2 separate regions of the Mus musculus genome follow, and region 1 is linked to region 2. Evidence: chromatin contacts called from public HiChIP or PLAC-seq data. All regions are on one chromosome and are shown on one strand. The core of a region is the stretch at or near the end of the contact, and the rest is flanking DNA. Distances in the headings are between cores, read along the strand shown. Region 1 overlaps Slc44a2 (solute carrier family 44, member 2). Region 2 holds the start of Ap1m2 (adaptor protein complex AP-1, mu 2 subunit).

What was found. HiChIP or PLAC-seq counts read pairs in DNA pulled down with a chosen protein or histone mark.
Region 1: a contact with region 2 is called in an H3K27ac HiChIP or PLAC-seq map of the HPC-7 cell line, with 10 times the contacts expected there. The contact joins the enhancer-like site here to the promoter of Ap1m2 in region 2. A contact is called at or near these places in 17 of 39 promoter capture datasets (the C10 cell line, the HPC-7 cell line, cancer-associated fibroblasts and 11 more), 12 of 15 datasets of contacts at CTCF or cohesin (CD8 T cells, the G1E-ER4 cell line, the NIH/3T3 cell line and 7 more), 281 of 484 Hi-C or Micro-C datasets (the 3T3-L1 cell line, 3T3-L1-derived adipocytes, the 4T1 cell line and 149 more), 57 of 115 datasets of contacts at active chromatin or transcription factors (the 230-238 cell line, CD8 T cells, the HPC-7 cell line and 36 more) and 5 of 9 other capture datasets (adipose tissue, embryonic stem cells, embryonic tail and 2 more).

What each region holds. Positions count from the first base shown.
Region 1 is chr9:21,345,387-21,349,954 of GRCm38.p6, reverse strand. Slc44a2 (solute carrier family 44, member 2) reads right to left here. Exons shown (of 23, transcript NM_001359227.1): 12 at 4,563-4,568; 13 at 4,384-4,476; 14 at 3,962-4,046; 15 at 3,004-3,266; 16 at 2,826-2,920; 17 at 1,969-2,072; 18 at 1,807-1,880; 19 at 1,557-1,627; 20 at 1,329-1,417. Among named protein-coding and RNA genes, the nearest start is that of Ilf3, 20 kb to the left of the region's middle. Within about 2 kb of position 1,629, at least 51 of the 459 cell types and tissues checked have an H3K27ac peak or open chromatin away from gene starts, as enhancers often do. A contact at or near this core is called in ECoMG myeloid progenitors, ECoMG-derived neutrophils, the HPC-7 cell line and 15 more, where this site is marked.
Region 2 is chr9:21,309,800-21,314,797 of GRCm38.p6, reverse strand. Ap1m2 (adaptor protein complex AP-1, mu 2 subunit) reads left to right here and starts at 2,465. Exons shown (of 11, transcript NM_009678.2): 1 at 2,465-2,591. The coding sequence starts at 2,550.

The DNA.
Region 1 (4,568 bases), core at 380-2,879, 36 kb before region 2:
ATTCTTCTGCCTGTTCTTCCTAGTGTTGAGATGGTAGGTGTGTGCCGTCAGCATCATCATTGGATAATGTCCAACGCATCTAACCTGCAAGGCTTTTTCTGTGGTGACACAATGTGGCACAATCCCAGGGCTTGGTAGGCAAAAAGATCAAAAGTTCTATGTTGGCCTGGGTGTCAGTCAAGGAAAAAAGGCAAAGAGGAGAGTTTTGGAGAGTTGGCTTAGCAGACAAGCGTACTGGCTGCTCTTCCAGAGAACCGGGGGTTAATTCTCAGGGCCCGAATGGCAGCTTACAAACATTTGTAATCCCACATCCCAGGCCCAGAGAATTTGATGCCCTCTTTTGGCCACCACGGGCATCATGCATGCATGTGGTACACAGACACACAGGCAGGCAAAACACCAATACATATAAAATAAAAGCTAATAAATAGAGATAATTAAAGGTACACACCTTTAATTTCAGCACTAAAGAGGCTGGAGTAGGCAGATGTCTGAGTCTGAGGCTAGCCTGGTCTACATAATCAGTTTCAAGTCAGCCAAGGCTACATAGAGAGACTTTTGTCTCAAAATAAAAAACAAAACCACTGAGTCTGAGGACAGCCTGGTCTACATGGTGAGCTCCAGGTTAGCCAGAGTTATGTAGACAAACCCTGTCTCAAAAAAACAAGAAAAGAGCAGGGCTGTGGTGGCCCACTCCTGTAATCCCAGCACTTGGGAGGCAAAGGGAGGTGGATCTCTGTTAACTGGAGGCCAGCCTGGTCAACAGAGCCAGCTCCAGGTCAGGCAGGGCTACACAGAGAAACCTTGTCTCAAAAAACAAACGAAACAAAATGGGAAAGAAACCTAAATAACAAAATAACATTTTTCTACAATAATAGTAAGAGTGATAATAAGACCTATTATTAATAATATATTATTAATTATATGTAATATATATTATATATGTGTATATATAATTATTATTAGGGCTGGCAAGATGGCTTGGTGGATGAAGACACCACCAAGCCAGATGACCTGAATCCAACCCCTAAAACATAGAAGGAGAAGAGAACCACTTCCTACAAGTGTCTAAGTGTTTTTGCCTTTCCACAAGTGCATCTACCCAGCACAAACACAATAAACAAATGTAAACGGCAGTAACTCTAGTCCCTAAGGAAAAGTCCCTCCATCCCTGTGCCTTCAGCAGGTATTCAGTAAATATTTAGGGACCAAATAACCAATGACTGTGCCACCCCCAACCGTCACCAAAGGAATCTGCGCAATTCCCGACCCCTACCTTCAACCCCCCGCTTCTACCCAGACCCTGGTCTGTCCCCAAAGGTGCTCACCAGGATCGGAACCCAGTAATAATTGAGAGGTGGGGCTGTATCTTGCACAATTCTGATCCGATGGGTGAAGAAGAAGAAGGCCAGGATGCCTGTGTTGGGATGAGGGGACAAGGCTGAGTCTTCAAGGAAGGACTTCACAGAAGACTACCTGAGCCTGACACCAGCTTACAGGTCACTCCCAACAGGCTCCCAGATGTCAGTATAGACAGGCCTGGTGGCATCACTCACCCACACTACCCACAATCAGAAGTTTGCCCAACAGGAAGAGGAAGTCTGTAACTTTGTCCAGGACGGCCACCCTGTAGGGGAGAGTGAAGGGAGCGGTGTGAGCGTGGGTTCAGAGCCTGGGAGAGGGTGGAGGTGGGAGGGGAGGCACAGTAAGTGGAAGGCTGGTTCAGAAAGAGGGCTAGGGCAAAGGGGGGCTGGGAAAGGTGAGATGGGACAGGGAGGCTGGGGGGTGGAGGTGTGTCCTGCTAACCTGATGATATTTCTCATAAGCAGGAAGAAGGCATTCCTGGCTGAGGTACAGAAGTTGGTGCCATAGATAGCAATCTGGAGTGAACAGAAGAAGGTTTGAGGCCCACGGGATGGAGATGGGGAATCCTCCCACCCAGGGCAGCAATACAGCCCTGCTGTTCACCATGATGTAGGCATTCCTATTCAGGAATTTGATAAACTTCTCTAGGCACCAGAAGCAGCACTTGAGACAGACCATGAGGAACTTGGCAAACTTGTTCTGTGCAGCTGAAAGAGAATGGAAGGGATGAAAGGATGGCATGAGATGGGCTTCATTTGAATGAGACACCAAGCTCCAGCAAGACAGCTAAGGATTGCAAAGTCTGAGGCTTGCCAGAACTACTACTAGGCCAGCCTCAACAACTAAGTGAGTCTGCCTCAGTGTAAGTAAATTAATCAATCCACAAAAGTAACCCACAAAAGTAATTGCTCAGGATCAGGAATTAAGGCCATCCTTGGCAGTTTAGTGAGTTTGGATGCCAGCCTTTTAAAACAAAACAGGAGCAGTGATGTATACCTTCAATCCAAGCACTCAGAAACAGAGGCAGGTGGATCTCATATCAGAGTTTCAGGTCAGCTAGGCCTACTTAGTAAAAAGCTGCCTCAAAACAAGACAGCTTTGTTAGTCAGAGCTGCCCTTCCTGGATCCACCCCGCCCCTAGACACCCAGAACTCTGAGCAACTCAGTTCACTCTTCTCAGGGGTTCACTTCATTGCTCTGGCTGTCCTAGAACTCGCTCTGTAGGCCAGGCTGGCCTCCAACTCTCACAAAAGGTCTGCTTGACTCTGGAATACTGGGATTAAAGGCCTGTGCCACCATGCCTGCCTTCAGTTGGCTCTTCCACCTGCTCCTCTGCCACTCAGCCCCACCCCTTCACAAAGGGAAACCCAGGAGAGGCATAGCTCCGGCCCCACCCCTCAAGCAACACCCAATCAGGGACTAAGTCCAGACCCTGGCTGAAGCTACAGGAAGGGCGGCACCTTTTAGGCGCTGGTCCAGGTATTCCAGCATCACTCGGATGATCTGCACGATGGCTAAGATAAGGGAGCCAAAAGCTAAGGAGCCCGTGTGGTACCTGGAATCAAAATCTTGGATCAGTGGCCCGGCCAGAAGAGGTCCCTGCATCCCTCCCCTCCCCACCCCAACACTCCTATTTACCTGAGTGCTCGGCCAAAAGCAGAGAAGAGGGGGAAGGCAGGCATATCATCAGGCTTCCGCATAGCCCAGTAATAGGAGGCAAAGGCTCCGGCCAGGGTTACCTGGCCTAGGGCCAGCACGAAGTTGGCTAGCCAGAAGAACATGAATGCATTGAAGATCTGCAGGCCCAGCAGGGCACGGTGGTAGGTCGATTCGCCACCATAGAAGGCAAACTGGCAGCGGGCAGTGGGACACTGGAGGCTCTCATTCCGCAAGGGGAAGGTCTGGGAGAGGGATAAGGAGCCACAGTGTCAGTTCAGAGTAGCTGAGGCTAGACCAAGGACAGGTCCTAGAAGCAAAAGTATCTATTACGCTGGGCAGTGGTGGCGCACACCTTTAATCCCAGCACTTGGGAGGCAGAGGCAGGCGGATTTCTGAGTTCGAGGCCAGCCTGGTCTATAGAGTGAGTTCCAGGACAGCCAGGGCTACACAGAGAAACCCTGTCTCGAAAAACAAAAAAAACAAAAAACAAAAAACAAAAAACAAAAAAACAAAATAAAACACAAAACAAAACACAAAACAAACAAACAAACAAACTATCCATTACTTTAGTCCAGAAAAAGGTGTTAGCAGGCCTGGAGAAATGGCTCAATAGGTAAGGGGACTTAAAAATGAGGACTTGAGTTCAAGTCTCCATCCTGCTCATAAATTCATGGGTGTGACCATGTGCTAGTCTGTAGCCCCAGTGCCATAGGGAGCTAAGATACCAGCTTAGCTTACTATTTAGTGAGAGATGCTGTCTGAAAGGAGTAAGGTTGAGAAATATAAAGCAGGGACCTTGACAAACACATATGTACACATATGACACACACACATACATACCAGAATGAAGAAAGAGAGGGAAAAGAGTGACATTAGGTAAACATCTTCAAGAAGAGGTAGCCAGGGCAGCCCTGTCCTCCCCCACAGGGACGCCTACCTCTGGGTTGCAGGTTTTCCTCAGAAGTGGGCAGGCTGTGTCATCAACAACCTTGTACACGGCGGTGTTGGAGGTGGACAGGAATCTGAAGGCTCATTAAGGAAACTGAAAGCTGGAACTGAGACCCAAAGGTGTGGGGGAATTCAGGAGTGCTGGCTCACCCTTGGAATCCTGAGACTTCAGAGCTGAGGTAGGAGGCTAGCTCATCTGATAAAGGTACTTGCCACCAAGCCCAAAGACCCACTCACAGAGGGAGTACACAACTCCTGCAAGTTGTCTTTAGACCTCTAAATATTGCCACCCCTTTACCCAATATAAAGGTTATAGAAGTTTGTAAAACGAAGGGGGCAGACCCACCCTAACTGCAGGGCACTTTAGGGACACCTGTCCTTGGGGACCCCAGACTCATGAGGGGTAGATACACAGAAGTGCTGGCCCAGTAGGCAATGCAGAGACACAAGAGGAAGAAGGTCACCAGTGGGTAGAGCAGGGAGCACATGACATGTCCCACAGCCCTGGGGAGGAACAGAGACAGACATCAAGCTCAGACGGCCGGGCTGAGCCCCCAAGGCACCCCCCCCCCCGGCTCTCCAGGCCCCACCTGCTG
Region 2 (4,998 bases), core at 1,216-3,715:
TGGGCACGATCGAGCATTCCTGTGATCCCCGCAGCACTGAGGCAGGAGGATAATGATTTCCAGGCTGTCTGGGACTATATTATAGCATTAATAACAAAACCAGACAAACAAAACTGTTGGACAATTTTACCCTCTTGGAGCCAAACTTCAGGCTCCCCATCTTGCCAATGGAAGATAACAGCAGCTCGCTGGTTCCCTCAAAGGGTTATCCAGAAAATGAGGGCTTGGCTTAGCCGGTAGAGCGCTTGCCTAGCATACACAAAGCCCTGGGTTCCCTCCCGATCACTGATCACTGCACCACATCAATGGACTGTGGTAGGGTATGCATGTCACCCTGTCCCTTAGAAGGTACAGAGGTGCTCAGGAGTTCAAGGTGATCCTTGGTTAAATATGAAGGCCTGGAATAGATGGTTGTGGTTGCTGGGATTTGAACTCGGGACCTTCGGAAGAGCAGTCGGTGCTCTTAACCACTGAGCTATCTCGCCAGCCCCCTAGATGGGTCTTTAAAAAAGGGTGTAGGGAAGGTATTTATGGCGAGCCTGAAGATAGTGCTGCAACTGGGGAGGGTTAGGCAGAAGACTTGGCAATTTAAGGTGAAAAATAAAAAAGCTGGGCGGTGGTGGCACAAGCCTTTAATCCCAGCACTTGGGAGGCAGAGGCAGGCAGATTTCTGAGTTCCAGTCCAGCCTGGTCTACAAAGTGAGTTCTAGGACAGCCAGGGCTATACAGAGAAACCCTGTCTTGAAAAAAAAGAAAAAAAGAGGGCTGGTGAGATGGCTCAGTGGGTAAGAGCACCCGACTGCTCTTCCGAAGGTTCGGAGTTTAAATCCCAGCAACCACATGGTGGCTCACAACCATCTGTAAAAAGATCTGACTCCCTCTTCTGGATTGTCTGAAGACAGCTACAGTGTACTTACATATAATAAATAAATGAATCTTTAAAAAGATTTAAAAGGAAAAAAAAGAGAAAAAAGGGGGAATTTAAGGTTAGCCTGTGCTATACATGAGGCCCCAGACAAAAACATTAAGGGCTGGGAATGTAATCAGGGGCACAGGGCTTGCCTGTCACCAGCAAAGGTGGGCGTTCCACCCCCTAGGACTGTCAAAACAACCAGAATAAGAGAATTGTGGCCTGATAACCCGGCTGTGTGGCCCTGAGACTGTCTGTGCTCTGCTTCCTCCCAGGTGGTGGCTGATAAGCTCTTCACACAGGCCCTCTGCTTTAGGACAATTGCCTTGGGAGATCCTCATAGCTGCATCTGGACTCCCGGCCTGTTAAAGGTCAGAGCCCGCACCGATGCCCAAACGGGCTTTGTCGCCCCCTGGCGGCTGCACAGGAAACGTTTCTTCCACAGCGGAGCGTCATGTAGATGGCTAGGCTAAGGTTTAGAGTGGGTTTTTTTCCCCATCACCTTCCGCAAAACGGTATCCCAGCAATGGGGAAGCAGAATGATCTTGAGTTTAAGGGTAGCCTGGGATATTAAAAAAAAAAGAATGAAATTAGAAAACGGAAAACAAAGTCAGACATGTTGGTTCGTGACTAATCACAGAACTTGTAAGGCTGAGGCCAGTCTGGACCACACAATGAGCTCCAGGCCATCCGGGCTATCTCAACCTTTCTTCTAGATTTTTTTTTTTTTTTTTTTTTTTTATGGTTTTTCGAGACAGGGTTTCTCTGTATAGCCCTGGCTGTCCTGGAACTCACTCTGTAGACCAGGCTGGCCTCGAACTCAGAAATTCGCCTGCCTCTGCCTCCCGAGTGCTGGGATTAAAGGCGTGCGCCACCGCCCGGCTTCTTCTAGAATTAATAACACAAAACAAATAAACAACACGAGCGAAGCATGGTGGCGCCTTTAATCCCAGCACTCGAGAGGAAGACGCAGGTGGACTCGAGGCCAGCTATGGCTACACAGAGAACTCTGTTTTGAAAAAAATATATACAACTAGCAGCAACAGCAATACTAATAATAACAACAGAAACAACGAAACAATTAAAATGTTTAGTGTGAGAAGGATTAACACTACTGAACATCTAGTGGTGGGCACCGGGTCACACATAGAAAAAGGGCCAAGTCCTGTTGAAACTGGTATGTGTGGGTGAGAGAACAAGTTACATAGACACACGAACAGGCTGATGCCCTGGTGGGTGGATGGATGCTTGATTGGGTGGATACGTGTATGTATGGGTGGGTTAATGTAGATGTGAATGTGTATACGTATGTGGAAGGGGGTGATGGATGGATGTGTGGGTGGGTGGGTGAGTGGAAGCGGAGCGTGAATGGATACATGGGTAGGCGGATGCGAGGATCGATGGAGAACTTGAGACAGGACAGCAGTCGCGGCTCCTGGACCAGCCTTGGCATTTGCCGCCGACCGTGCCTCTCACCTGGCGGCCTCCCCTTTAAGACGCATTCACCTGGCGGCCTCCCCTTTAAGACGCGCTCACCTGGCGGCTCACCTGGGCGAAGGCGCTTCCGCAGGAAGAAGGAAGCCGCAGCGCTGCCGCCTCTGCAGCTCGCTCTCGCCTCCTAGCTTCACGGACTGCCACCATGTCGGCCTCGGCAGTCTTCATTCTGGACGTCAAGGGCAAGGTGAGGCAGAGGGCGAGGGATCGAGGTACTCCGGGCGAGTCCGCGGGCCTAGGGCTCAGGACCAGGAGCCGGGAACCCGTCCTCTCCAGCCGTCTGTGGCAAGGGGCTTCACCTCTCTTAGAGTCATTTTCCGTGTTTGTAAAATGAGATGCCCACCATCTGAGCGCCCTGAACCAGTGAGCACAGTCCTTCTGCAACCCTGGGGCTCAAAAATGCGCCAAGTGTAACTCTCTGGCTATCCTAGCAAGCTTCTCCAGTGTCGATCAGAGCGGTAGAGATGAAAACAAGAGCCCTGTAATGCAATGACAGCCTGGTCATGTGCCTCAGTGGGCAGCTGGCTGGCCTAGCACACAGACCTAGGTAATGGTCCCAGCGCACTGCATAAGCAGCCATAATTCCAGCACTTGGAAGGTGGAGGCAGAAGGATCAGGAAATCAAGGGAGTTTGAATCGGGCCTGAGCTATGTGTGAGTGACACCCTCACTGTCTCAAAAACAAAACAGGCTCAACAAGCCCAGGCACCGGCTGCCTAAGCCTGGCGACCTGAGTTTAAGTCTCAAACCCAAGTGAAAGGGAATGGAGACCACACACACACAGACACCACACAGACACACACACATACAGACACACACACACACACACACACACACACACACACCAGGCATCAGCATGCTCCCTCACACACTATGCACACAGAAAATAATAGTGCCTGTGAAAAGAAGCTAGCAATAACGACAAGGGGGTCAGGTGTCCTACCATGCACCTGTCATCCTAGCTACTCTGGAAGCCGAGTCAGAGGGATGACCTGAGCTCAGGAGGGCAAGGCCAGCCTGGGCTACAATAGCAAGACAAAACAAAGAAATAGAATAACCTTGAACAAGAACAGCTTAGGAAGGGAGGTTCAGCTCCACTTCTCTGCTTTTTGTGGACATAGTTTAAAACCTCAACTCCTTCAGCCTGGAAAGTGGAGACAAAGACACCTGCCTCAAGGCTGAGAGGTGACAGGCACTGAAACTCCTCAGCAAAGATTCTTCCTCCTCTTCCTCCTCTTCCTCCTCTTCCTCCTCTTCCTCCTCTTCCTCCTCTTCCTCCTCTGTGTGTGTGTGGGCGGGGGGGGGGGGTAGGTGGGGTGGAACCCAAGCTAAGCCAGCACACTGGCACTAAATTACATCTTTTAAATATTTATTTATTTATTTATTTATTTATTATATGTAAGTACACTGTGGCTATCTTCAAACACTCCAGAAGATGGCATCAGATTTCATTACGGATGGTTGTGAGCCACCATGTGGTTGCTGGGATTTGAACTCAGGACCTTTGGAAGAGCAGTCTGCACTCTTAACCGCTGAGCCAGCTCTTCATAGTTTTTAAATTACACTTATTCATTTGCTCTGCGTATGTGAGAATCTGTTCTGTCCTGTTCCCGTGTGTGCGGGTGCTAGAGTGGGACCTCAGGCTGTCAGGCTTGGTGAGACCCTTCAACCACTGAGAACCACTTAGTTCTTTCATGGTCCCCCCTCTGAATTTTTATTTTGAAATGGTATCTGGCTGAATTACCCAGGCCGGCTTCAGATTCACTCCGGAGCTTGGCTAGGCTTTGAACTTGCTATCCTTTGCTCTCAGCTTCCCTGGTAGCTCCGATGGCAGGCCTTGGCAAGACAAGGCCCAGCACATCCAGGCTCACTGATGGGTATCTGAAGGATTTCATAGATGGTAGGATAGTCCTCTGCTGCTGAGCTACACTCAGTAGCCCAGTTTCTTTATTATTATTGTTGTTGTTGTTTGGTAGAATCTCATAGTTTATGTTGGCTTTGAACTTACTATGTAGCTGGGGATGGCATTGAACTCCTGATCCTCCTGCCTCCTCCTCCCGAGCCCATCTCCAGCATAACACTCATTAGTAGAAAGTTGATACTTTTAGCTGTGGGTATCGAGTATCCACATAACACACATGAAGACGAGGCATACAGAGCTTGGGTCTTAGCTGGGCCCCTCAGATACCTCTGGGAGTTCCACACAGAGCTTGGCATGGTGGCAGACACCTGGGACCCCAGCACTCTAGAAACTAAGGCAGGAGGATTGAGAAGTTGTGACCCGCTGGGGCTTCATAGAAAAAGTGGCTGAATCAATAAGAAAAGGAAAGACAGGCGGGGAGGTAATTTACTTGGCAGAGAGCTGGTAATAGTATCTCTGGCCAGGGCAGAAGGAAGCAGGAGGGTCAGAGAACTTCAAGGTCATCCTCTTGTTTCTGGATTCAAGGCCAGCCCATGCTACTACGTGAGGTGTCACCCCTTCTATAACACAAAAAAGAGGCCAGTGTGTATGGGAGGAAAGGAGGTTTAGGAGAGAAGTAGACATCCTAAGGCCCTAGGTCTGCGCACTGGTGGTGACGGAGTCCTCTCTCCCTC